Linked DNA regions of Mus musculus: region 2 is linked to region 1. The links are chromatin contacts, called in public HiChIP or PLAC-seq maps. All regions are on one chromosome and are shown on one strand. The core of a region is the stretch at or near the end of the contact, and the rest is flanking DNA. Distances in the headings are between cores, read along the strand shown.

What was found. HiChIP or PLAC-seq counts read pairs in DNA pulled down with a chosen protein or histone mark.
Region 2: a contact with region 1 is called in a FOXA1 HiChIP or PLAC-seq map of pancreatic cancer cells. The contact joins the promoter of Grina here to the promoter of Gsdmd in region 1. A contact is called at or near these places in 1 of 39 promoter capture datasets (cranial neural crest) and 2 of 115 datasets of contacts at active chromatin or transcription factors (memory CD8 T cells and pancreatic cancer cells).

What each region holds. Positions count from the first base shown.
Region 1 is chr15:75,861,076-75,865,944 of GRCm38.p6, reverse strand. Gsdmd (gasdermin D) reads right to left here and starts at 3,606. Exons shown (of 11, transcript NM_026960.4): 1 at 3,464-3,606; 2 at 2,317-2,540; 3 at 1,509-1,701; 4 at 828-996; 5 at 420-522; 6 at 135-185. The coding sequence starts at 2,536.
Region 2 is chr15:76,244,748-76,249,484 of GRCm38.p6, reverse strand. Grina (glutamate receptor, ionotropic, N-methyl D-aspartate-associated protein 1 (glutamate binding)) reads right to left here and starts at 2,678. Exons shown (of 7, transcript NM_023168.3): 1 at 2,585-2,678; 2 at 1,308-1,634; 3 at 1,117-1,226; 4 at 836-1,036; 5 at 585-713; 6 at 364-507; 7 at 1-268. The coding sequence starts at 1,611. The coding sequence ends at 119. It overlaps Mir6953 (microRNA 6953), which reads right to left and starts at 1,294; the gene lies at 1,227-1,294.

The DNA.
Region 1 (4,869 bases), core at 2,357-4,856:
GATGGAAAGCTAAGCAGGCCCAGCAACATCACCTGAGTTGAGCCTCACCCTTGTGTATACGTGTGTATGTGTATGTGCCCACCTCATGCCCTGAGCACAGGACATCTCAAGCATAGTGGTATGTAGGGCCTTACCTGAGGAGGGCTCAAAGGTCCTCTGTTTCTCATCTGAGACGAGAAGGATATCTGGTAGCAGGCAGAAGCAAGCAGGTCACCAACTCACTTATCCCCAGGGCTCGTGGGACCTCATGAGATCCCACCCTTACCACCCACATATCAGTTCCTGGCACACTTCACCATCCTGTCTGGGAGATGATGCATCCAGATGCCCACAGCATCCCCTGGCTAGCTGAAGCCTTCCAGATTTCCTGCTTTTCTGCCACATAGTCTGGGCTCTAGAGACAGTCCCTCGGCACTCACCCCATTTAGAGCCAATAAGCAGTTGGGCCACTCGGAATGCCAGGATGCTGCCTGCAGGAATGGTCACCATCTTCTTCCGGCTTTGGTGGCCCTTGCCTTCACCCTGAAGAATGGATATGGGTTCAGGGGTGTAGAATGAATAGCTATGAATGGGTGTGTGTGTGTGTGTGTGTGTGTGTGTGTGTGTGTGTGTGTGTGTGCTGGTGACGGGCTCTCCATTGGTAATGGCCAATCCAGCCTTTACTGGTTCCAGCTAACTGGGCAAGTGGGACTATGGCTTACTTCTGGAGGGGCCTTAGTAGAGTCTTCCACCACTGCCAGGGATGTTGTCCCTGGCTTCTAAGATTCCTGCCATTACTATGTGTCCAAGTAGGACTAGGCAGGTGTTAGGGCTAGGCATCCACACACCTTCAAGCATAAAGCTCCAGGCAGCGTAAACTGGCCTGAGCCCTCTTGGCTGTGGACCTCAGTGATCTGCACTTCCTCCTTTGTCTGCAGCACCTCGGTCACCACAAACAGGTCATCCCCACGACTCCGAAGCTGTTGCAGGATTTTGTTCTCAGGCTGCTGAAGGTGCCTACAGAAAGATTGCTGGGGCTCGCCCACCATGGATCAGTTTCCCTGCCTCCCATCCCGCTGACAGGTGAGATGGAAAGGCTAGGGAATCCAGGAAGTCTGTGGATACCAGGCTTGGGACCCTCTCCCCCTCCAGGGCACTCCCAACTGTGTCTAGGTGGTTGTGGGGTATGACAAGTTCAAACACGGAGAAGTGGACACTCGTGCCTGTGGAGGGACTCCATTGTGTACGATCCGTAAATGCTCCAAGCAACCAGGAGCTCAGCCTGATTCTAAGGCTCTTGGGCCCTGCCTCTATATCCTGATCTTCAGGATACAGTCCTGGCAACAGAGGCTGAGCATCCTTCCCAACCTGCTGTTGTTTCTACTACTCCACTCCTCTGGGGCTTCCCTCATTCAGTGCTGAGAGATACTGCCTCAGAACCCTTCTGATGCCCACAACCCAGCAACGCTCCCTAGAAGCACGGCTGCTCAAGGTAAGGGAAGCGGCATGCCTTCCCTTCAGGGGCTCACCTTTCATGCTGCATGGTCTCCCAGGTCTTCTGAGTCACACGCAGTATACACACATTCATGGAGGCACTGGAACTGTCAGACACTGCAGCCCCACCAGAAATTTTCCCTTCTCCCATGCCTGACAACATCACTCTGCCCTGAATGTTCCCATCGACGACATCAGAGACTTTGAAGGAGCCAAAACACTCCGGTTCTAAAACGAGACCAGCTCTAAGGTCCTAGTCCAGGAGCCACTGCCTTGTCTTTCCTCTGTAGTGATGGGACCTTTAAAGGACTCCCTACTCAGGCTGGAGAGATGGTTCAGTGGTTGAGAGCACTGACTGCTCTTCTGAAGGTCCTGAGTTCAAATCCCAGCAACCACAGCACTACGTTCCATCGGTAAGCAGCTCAGTCTCCTGTCAGGTCAGTACCCCCTTGACCACTCTGGGACTCCACGGGTTCTATAGACGGTGGCTCACAACCGTCTGTAATGAGATCTGACGCCCTCTTCTGGTGTGTCTAAAGACAGTTACAATGTACTTACATATAATAAATAAATCTTTGGGCTAGAGCAAGTAGGGCTGGAGGGAACAGAGGTCCTGAGTTCAATTCCCAGCAACTGCATGATTGCTCACAACCATCTGTCCAACTACAGTGTATTCACATACGTAAAATAAATAAATAAATTAATTAATTAAAAAAAAAAACCTCCCTACTCTGGAAATAGGACCAGAGGAGTAGAGTTGAACATGCCCAGTTAGATGGCAGGCTGGGCTTTGCCCATTCCCTTCTGTTCAATCTTGGGGGATCAAGATGGGAAAGAAGATACCTGGTTCTGGAGCACTGGGCTCCAGGATGTCCTTGATTGACAGGTTGACACATGAATAACGGGGTTTCCAGAACCTTGAGCTTGAAAATTTCCTGTTCAGAAGGCAGTAGGGCCTGAAGCTGGTGGAGTTCCGCAGGCTGTCCACCGGAATGAGATCGCCTCTGCTGCCGCTTACCTCCTTGATCACATTCTTGACCACTTTCTCAAAGGCCGATGGCATGGTCCTGGGGGCAGACGGCAGGGCTCCGTACTTAGTTCCTCCAGCACTCAGGAACCCCATCCCTTCAAAGTAGCCTTGCCTTGTTAGTCCTGGCACATTCCTGCCCGACCAACACAACACAGACACGATTCACTCCGTGGCTCGCCTATCTGTCTCTCCTTGGGGCCACAGCACTTAGGAGGAAGAGGAGGAGGGGGAGGGGGAGGGGGAGGGGGAGGAGGAGGAGGAGGTAGTCTGTAGTAGGTCTATACTATCTACATCATTAATTACTGTGCATAGCCTTTGGCCAATTGCTAAAGTCTAAGATACCTTGTTGCTCTCCCTGGCTGAGGGCCAAGGCTGGGGAAGGAACACAAGCCCCCACTTCTAAGGGATTTAGCACAGGAGCCCACAGCAAAGCCAGTGTTCCAGGGCTCAGTGGTTTCCTCCAGGGCTCTCATGTACAGCTCTGTGAGCTACCTGACCTGATTGAACTTTCATGGGTCAGAGGCCAAAACAGGCCTGGGACAGACAACCTGGGCACTGTGGAGGAACAACTCTACACCTAGGAAACTGGGTCTCTGGGCTAACGGTGGAGAGTGAGGCAGGAAGGCCCTTGGTGATCAGGGAGGGACTTATGGGTCAAGGAATCATCCCAGAAGCCTAGAGAGTCCCCCCTCCTTCCCCTCCCCCCACTCGGTCCCCTCTTCCCGCCCCAGTGTCAAGTCCAAACCAGGCTTGTCCCACTGTATCACTAGTGGGTGACCTCCATAGAGGGTAGACCCTAGCTGCTAGGGCCCCTTCAAACTGTCTTCAAGGTATAGTGGGGCTTCTGGGAAGGGCTAAATCCCCAACTCAACAAGCAAGCATCCAGGCCATAGCGTAGACCACACTAGATAGAGGAGGGGCGGCTGGGCTCTGGAAGAGCTGGGTAGCAGGGTGGCTCACCTCGATTTTTCACCCCTGCCGAGGTATCTGGGTCCACCAAGCGAAGCGAGGACCTGCTGGGATGCCGGGGAGGGGTCTATTGTCTGCTCAACCCGGGAGCAACGGGAGCCACGACCAAGAGCGGAACTCAGGCGGCAGGACACAAAAGTGAAACCGTAAAGCTTCAGCCCGACGTAGCGGGCGCGGTGCTTTCAAGGAGCCCTCCCTCCCGGAACAGCTGCGCAGCCTGCCCTAGCCTCCTCCTCCTCCTCCTCCCCGGAGCCCGCCTGGGCTTCGGGAATTCCCTGCGATCCGGGAGCTTCGCTTTCTTCTAGTTCGGGTTCCTCCAAGTTCGCAGCGCTTCCCCCCCACCCCGCCCCCCTTTGGTTTTTTTTTTTCGAGACAGGGTTTCTCTGTGTAGCTCTGGCTGTCCTGGAACTCACTCTGTAGACCACGCTGGCCTCGAACTCAGAAATCCACCTGCCTCTGCCTCCCAAGTGCTGGGATCAAAGGCGTGCGCCACCACCACCAGGCTTCACTTATTCTTTCTTAAACACCTGGGCCATAGTAAAAGATCTGAATGGACTTCTCTAGGAATACACAACTGAACCAGTTGCCAGCAAGCACACCATTAGTTATCAGGAAAATGCAAATCAAAACTAGATAGCATCAAAGCTACTCTGCTGGCTGACATCCTAAGTAAATAGCAGTAAAGCAAACCCCATGGTCCTTGCAGACAGGAAATTGAAAACAGAGCTGCTCTAGAATACATCCACAATTTTTCAAACGGGTGAATGTAGAGTTACCAGGTGACCTAGCAATTGGACTTGTAGGTGCATATCCAAAGCAAGAGGTCATCTTGGGGTTGTGGCTATCAATGGTGAAGTGTTTCTCATACAGCAAACAGAAGGTCAAACAGATATGCCTACACCAATGTTTGCTGTAGAGTTTAAATTTTCCTCTTGAGATTTTAAAAACTTATATCCCACGTGTGGGAGTGTTTTGTCTGCATATATGCAAGTGCACCATATGTGGGTGCCAGGACTTGAGTCCCCGTCCTCTGTAAGAGCAGCAAGTGCTCTTAACCCCTGCACCATCTCTCCAGTTTCCATGGTAACATTTTAAAGAGTCAAGCAGATAACCCTCAAGTGACCTGAATGACAATCAATTCATACATAGATTAAAATTTTGTCCAGTTCTGGGCCCTGCACACACTAGGCAAGAAAGCCCCCTATGACCAAGCTCTGTCACCAACCCTCAATAGGGCGCTTGCATGGCTACTGAGAAGCTTGAGTACACCTATAAGACACATTGCAGAATGTGGATAAACCCTGAAAACACGGCCACAAGCGGAAGAAGCCAGACCAAAACTAATCCAAGCCAACCAACCAACCAACCAACCAAACAAACAAACAAACAAAAAAATG
Region 2 (4,737 bases), core at 1,429-3,928, 380 kb before region 1:
GAGGGACTCCCTCTGCACCAGGCCAGGCCTGGGGACCAGAGAGAGGGAAGCACAGATGGCATTGTCATGCCAGGGGCATGGGTCTGAGCCAACCATGCCACCTGAGCTGGGGCTTGTTCTACTCCTTGGCACGGCCAATGATGGTGAGAATATATAGGAAGATGTTGATGATGTCCGTGTACAGGTTCAGGGCCGCAAACACATATTCTTCTGGGCTCAGGGACAGCTGCTTGTTCCCCAGGAGTAGCTGGGTGTCCACTGCCAGGAACTAGCGGGTAAAGACACAGTTGGTCGGTATTCGACAGCTTATTCACTCATCCCGGCCGGCATCCCAGGAAAGGCCTTCCCAACACCCTCACTCACGCAGGTGAAGAGCAGAGCGCCCAGCGAGGCGTATACAATCTCCAGGATGCGGTTCCGGATGAAGATGCAGAGGATGGCGAAGATGAAGAGCACCACAACACTCACCAGGAGCACGCCCATGCACGAGGTGAAGTCATAGCGGGTCTGGGAGGGAAGGAGAGAGGTGAGACTGTGGGTGTTGAGGGCTCTGGGGCAACCGTCCTGTCTTAGGTCCCCCTCACCTGCATGGAGAAGATGACCACCGTGAAGCAGACAGCTGTGGTGATGCCCACGGCCATGATGACTGCCTCCGTGTTGTAAAAGCTGGCTATCATGCCCACCATGTAGGACAAGCTGACGGTCAGGATCGACTGCGGAAGAGGATCACAGGGGGGGCCTTGGGTGTGGGGAGCTGCTCTTGGTCCAACCCTGTCCAACCTCCCTGTCCTGTCCCACAGGCCTAGGTGAACTGGGCTCAGGGATTGAGAGTTACCAGAGCAACAAGGTTCCAGGGATGCTTTCGCCGGAAGTCCCCACAACAGCTGAGAACAATGAGGGAGATGAAGAAGATGGCGTAGGAGACATAGTAGGTCCAGACATTCTCCCGGACAAAGCCCTTCACCTCCCCAACAAAAGTGAAAATGGCCACAGTGGACAGGGTCACCGACAGCTGCAGGGTCAGCACCAGGAACACCTGGGGAAGGAGCCAATCAGAGCCCCGCCTTGGCGGCCTCCTTGTGGCTCCTCCCACACCACACATATGCCAGGCCCAACCTTTCTGATAAAGGCCTGGCGAATGTTCTTGTCCCAGTTGACAGCAGGGAAGTCCTGGTTGTCATAGTAGGATGGAGGCCCTTCCTCCTGGTAGTTCCCATGCTGAGGTGCTGGGGACATAGAGGCTGGGTCAGTGTCCCCTGAGGGCACTTGAATCCCTGCCCCTGCCCCTTACCCTTCCCTACACTTACAGCCAGGGTCCTGGAAGGGTGGTGGCTGTCCATAGGGGTTGGGCGGGAAGGGGCTCTGTGGGTATGGCCCCTGTGGGTAGCCTCCTTGAGGGTAGGGCCCTTGAGGGTAACCACCCTGTGGATAGGGGCTGGGACCATGGGGATATCCTGGCTGACCATAGGGAGAGGGCTGGAAAGGGGCCTGTGGGTATGGGGCCCCAGGGTAGGGAGCCTGAACATAGGGAGGCATAGGGGCTTGGGGCCCCACAATGTTTTGGGGAGGATAACTGTCCCCAGACACCAAGAAACTCTTTTCATGGGACATGGCCTCGGGTTCTGTGGCTGCCCCTAGAGGAGAAAGAGAGAACAGTTAGCTCTGAGAGACTGAAACCAGTGACAGCCATACCTGCTGCGGACCAAGGAAGAAAACAACAACAACAACAAAAACAACTGGCCATGACCTTTGTACAGGGCTGTAGGGAGTCACAGAACAAGGAGGCGTTGGGTGGGGCACGGGAGACCGATGTGGACCCCTTGGAAGGGGCTCCTCTAGCTCGACCTGGGGTGGGGGATGGGAGGAAGAGTGATGGCTGTCAGCCTCAGCTTGGAGCTTGGGAGATGCCTTCTCACCGCTGCGGGTCTTTCGGGTCAGAGCTCAGCAACGAAGAGTCTAGAGGCACAGCGCAGTGGCTAAAGAGGTGTGGGGGTGTGCCCTGGCTCTCCCCGTCCTATCCCTCCTATTAAGCAGCTTGAAGGGGCCAGCGCTAGCGGCTATTTCTATCCGAGGAAATCCCCAGGCCATCTGTGACCAGCGGGAACCCTGACCCTCCTCTTAAGCACAGGGCTGAATGTCCCTAGCTCCGGGTACTGAATGCAGGCCTGTATTGGCTGCTAAGGTGTCTGCTAGTAGGGTACGCCAGGAACAGAGGGGTGCGGGGGTGTGTGGGGGATGGAAGCGACCAGAGGGCGTTCAAGGGAACAAAGCAGGGATGGGGACGACGGAGGAGGGGGCGGTGGCCACAGAATGCGCCCCGAGGGTGGATTGGTCGTCTTGTCGGGTTGGGGGTCGCTGGGCTTCGGGTCTGGGCCGCTACAGAGCGCCGCCCTCTCCCTCTTGCTCAGGGCCGCCAGAGCTCCCCACCCCCAATGATGCCACCAGTCTGGGTGAGCGGGCCGCGAGTCCTGACCGAACCAACTGACCCGAGGCGGTCGCGCTCAGTAACACAGGGAAGGGACGGCCGACTGACAGGGGGGCTACGGCGGCGGTACACTCTTGGGATTGGTCGGGGGGGACTCACCGCTCCCGGGAGCCAGAGACCGGTGCTTACGGTGCCCGCTGCGCAGCCGCGCGCGGTGATGGCCGGTGCGTCCGCACCTGCACCCGCTGGGCGGCCGGATTGCTTGGGCCTGCGCCTGCCGCTGGGGAGACGCAGAAGAGCCTTGTGACTGGGCGGGCCTTATGATGGGGCGGGGCCTTGTGATGGGGCGGGGCCTTGTGGTGGGGTGGGGTCTTGGGCGGGGCGGGGCGGGGCGGGGCCTTGATGTAAGGCGAATGTTGTCACCTGTCCCGGAGCTTCTGAGCCTACAGAAACTGCTTGGTCCAGCTTGCCTAGGCAGTCTGCTATTGTCTGTAGGCGTCCTAAGTCAGAGTCCTGAAGCCCTGCGCTTTCTGATCAGAGATGGTTGGGTTCTGGCGTGGGTGCTAACGACTTCGGGAGGCAAGACTCTCTTTAGCTTATGTAGCTCTCTATTGATGAATTCAATATCGATTCCTAAATCCAGGATTTACTGAAGCCTCCAAGGACTCTTGGAGAGTCCTTCTTGGCCTTTCATTTTGAGACAAGGTCTCAGTCAGTAACCACAGCTGGCTTGGAACTCACTATGCAACACAGGCTTACCTCAGACATGGGGCAGTCCTCCTGCCTTAGCTTTCCAACTACACTTACAACACGAACCACGACACCCAGACACTTGCTTGCTTTAAGACACAGCATTCACAGCTGGGTGGTAGTGGCACATGCCTTGAGGCAGAGGCGGGTGGATCTCTTGAGTTTGAGGCCAGCCTGATCTACAGAGCGAGTTCCAGGACAGCCAAGCCAGCACTGCATAGTGAGACCCTGTCCTGACAAACAACAACAAAAGCCACAACATTCATTTTATCCACACCTAGTCCAGATCAAGAGACTTAATCGTTTAATTGTCCCATTCTCTCCATACTCTTGTCACTTAACCTCAGATCCTCAAAATAATCTTGTCAGGACATAGAGGGTGAGGCCAACTCCCTGCTTCACTTCTGGGGGGTGGGGCGGGGAGAAGGGAAGGGGAGTGCTTCTTGAGGAAATTTTCCCTTGGGTGGTCTCCTGGTCCTCAGTGTCTTGAGGACATCCGGTTCTCTCCTGGTTCTTGGTGTATGGCCACTCTGAGACCGTATAGTAAGCTTGGGAAAGGGTCCTCTCCTGTATCCATATAGTGCTGCTTAACAGCTGGACCTAGTGTAGATGTGTCCTTGGCCCATAGCTTCTGCACATGTTCCTGGGCTAAACGTGCCCGCCATGCTTACCAACAAAGTCTAGATGTGTTCTGTTGCTGTAAAGAACACCCTGATTTTTAAAAAGCAGCACCGGGGAAGAAGGTTGCATGTGGCTCACGATTCCAGGTCACAGTTCTGGAATTTCTGTCAGGTCAAGGCAAGGACTCGAGGTGCTAGACATTTCACATATACAGCCAAGAACAGGAAACCATGCTGCTTGCTTGCCTGCTCTGGGTTAGCTTTCATGTACAGTCCAGAGACATGGTGCTACACACATTCAGGGTGGATAGCCCACCCTCAGTTAACCAGAAAATCCCTCCTAGACATGCCCACCGACCAAGATGTTTTAGACAATTCCACTCTCAGGCTGTCTTTCCAGATGATCCTAGGTATCAAGTTGATGTTAAAACTAACTAGCAGAGAAGACAGTAAGGGTTTTACATCCAGTTCACAGAAATTCCTGAGGATTTAACAATGGCAGTGACATGAACTGTTCTCTTGCATCTGCGCCTGTGGCAAGCCCTCTAAGTAAAGTACAGTGTGATAGAGGGTGGTTAAGTCCTGTAAGAAGAAAGCATAGAATAGATGAGACAGGCTTTTGTAGAAGCAGACTCTCATATAATTAGTGGGCCCTTTAATAAAAGTAAAACAAGCACAAAGTTGACTATAGGGCCTCAGAAGGAGCTTGGACAACTCAGAGGTCGTTTAAGGTTTTAGCTCCATGTTAAAGATCTCACTAAGGGCTGGGTGAGGGAAATTACGGAGAAGGGATAGCCCCATGTGGCTCTGTGGGGAAGGCTAGGTCATTTGAAGTTAGAGATGGTCCAGGGATACTGGTTTAGGCAAGAGCTGAGACCTGGGAGGTTGGAGCCAAATAAACACCCAGGTGTGTTGTATGAAAAGGGATTAGAGGGATAGGAA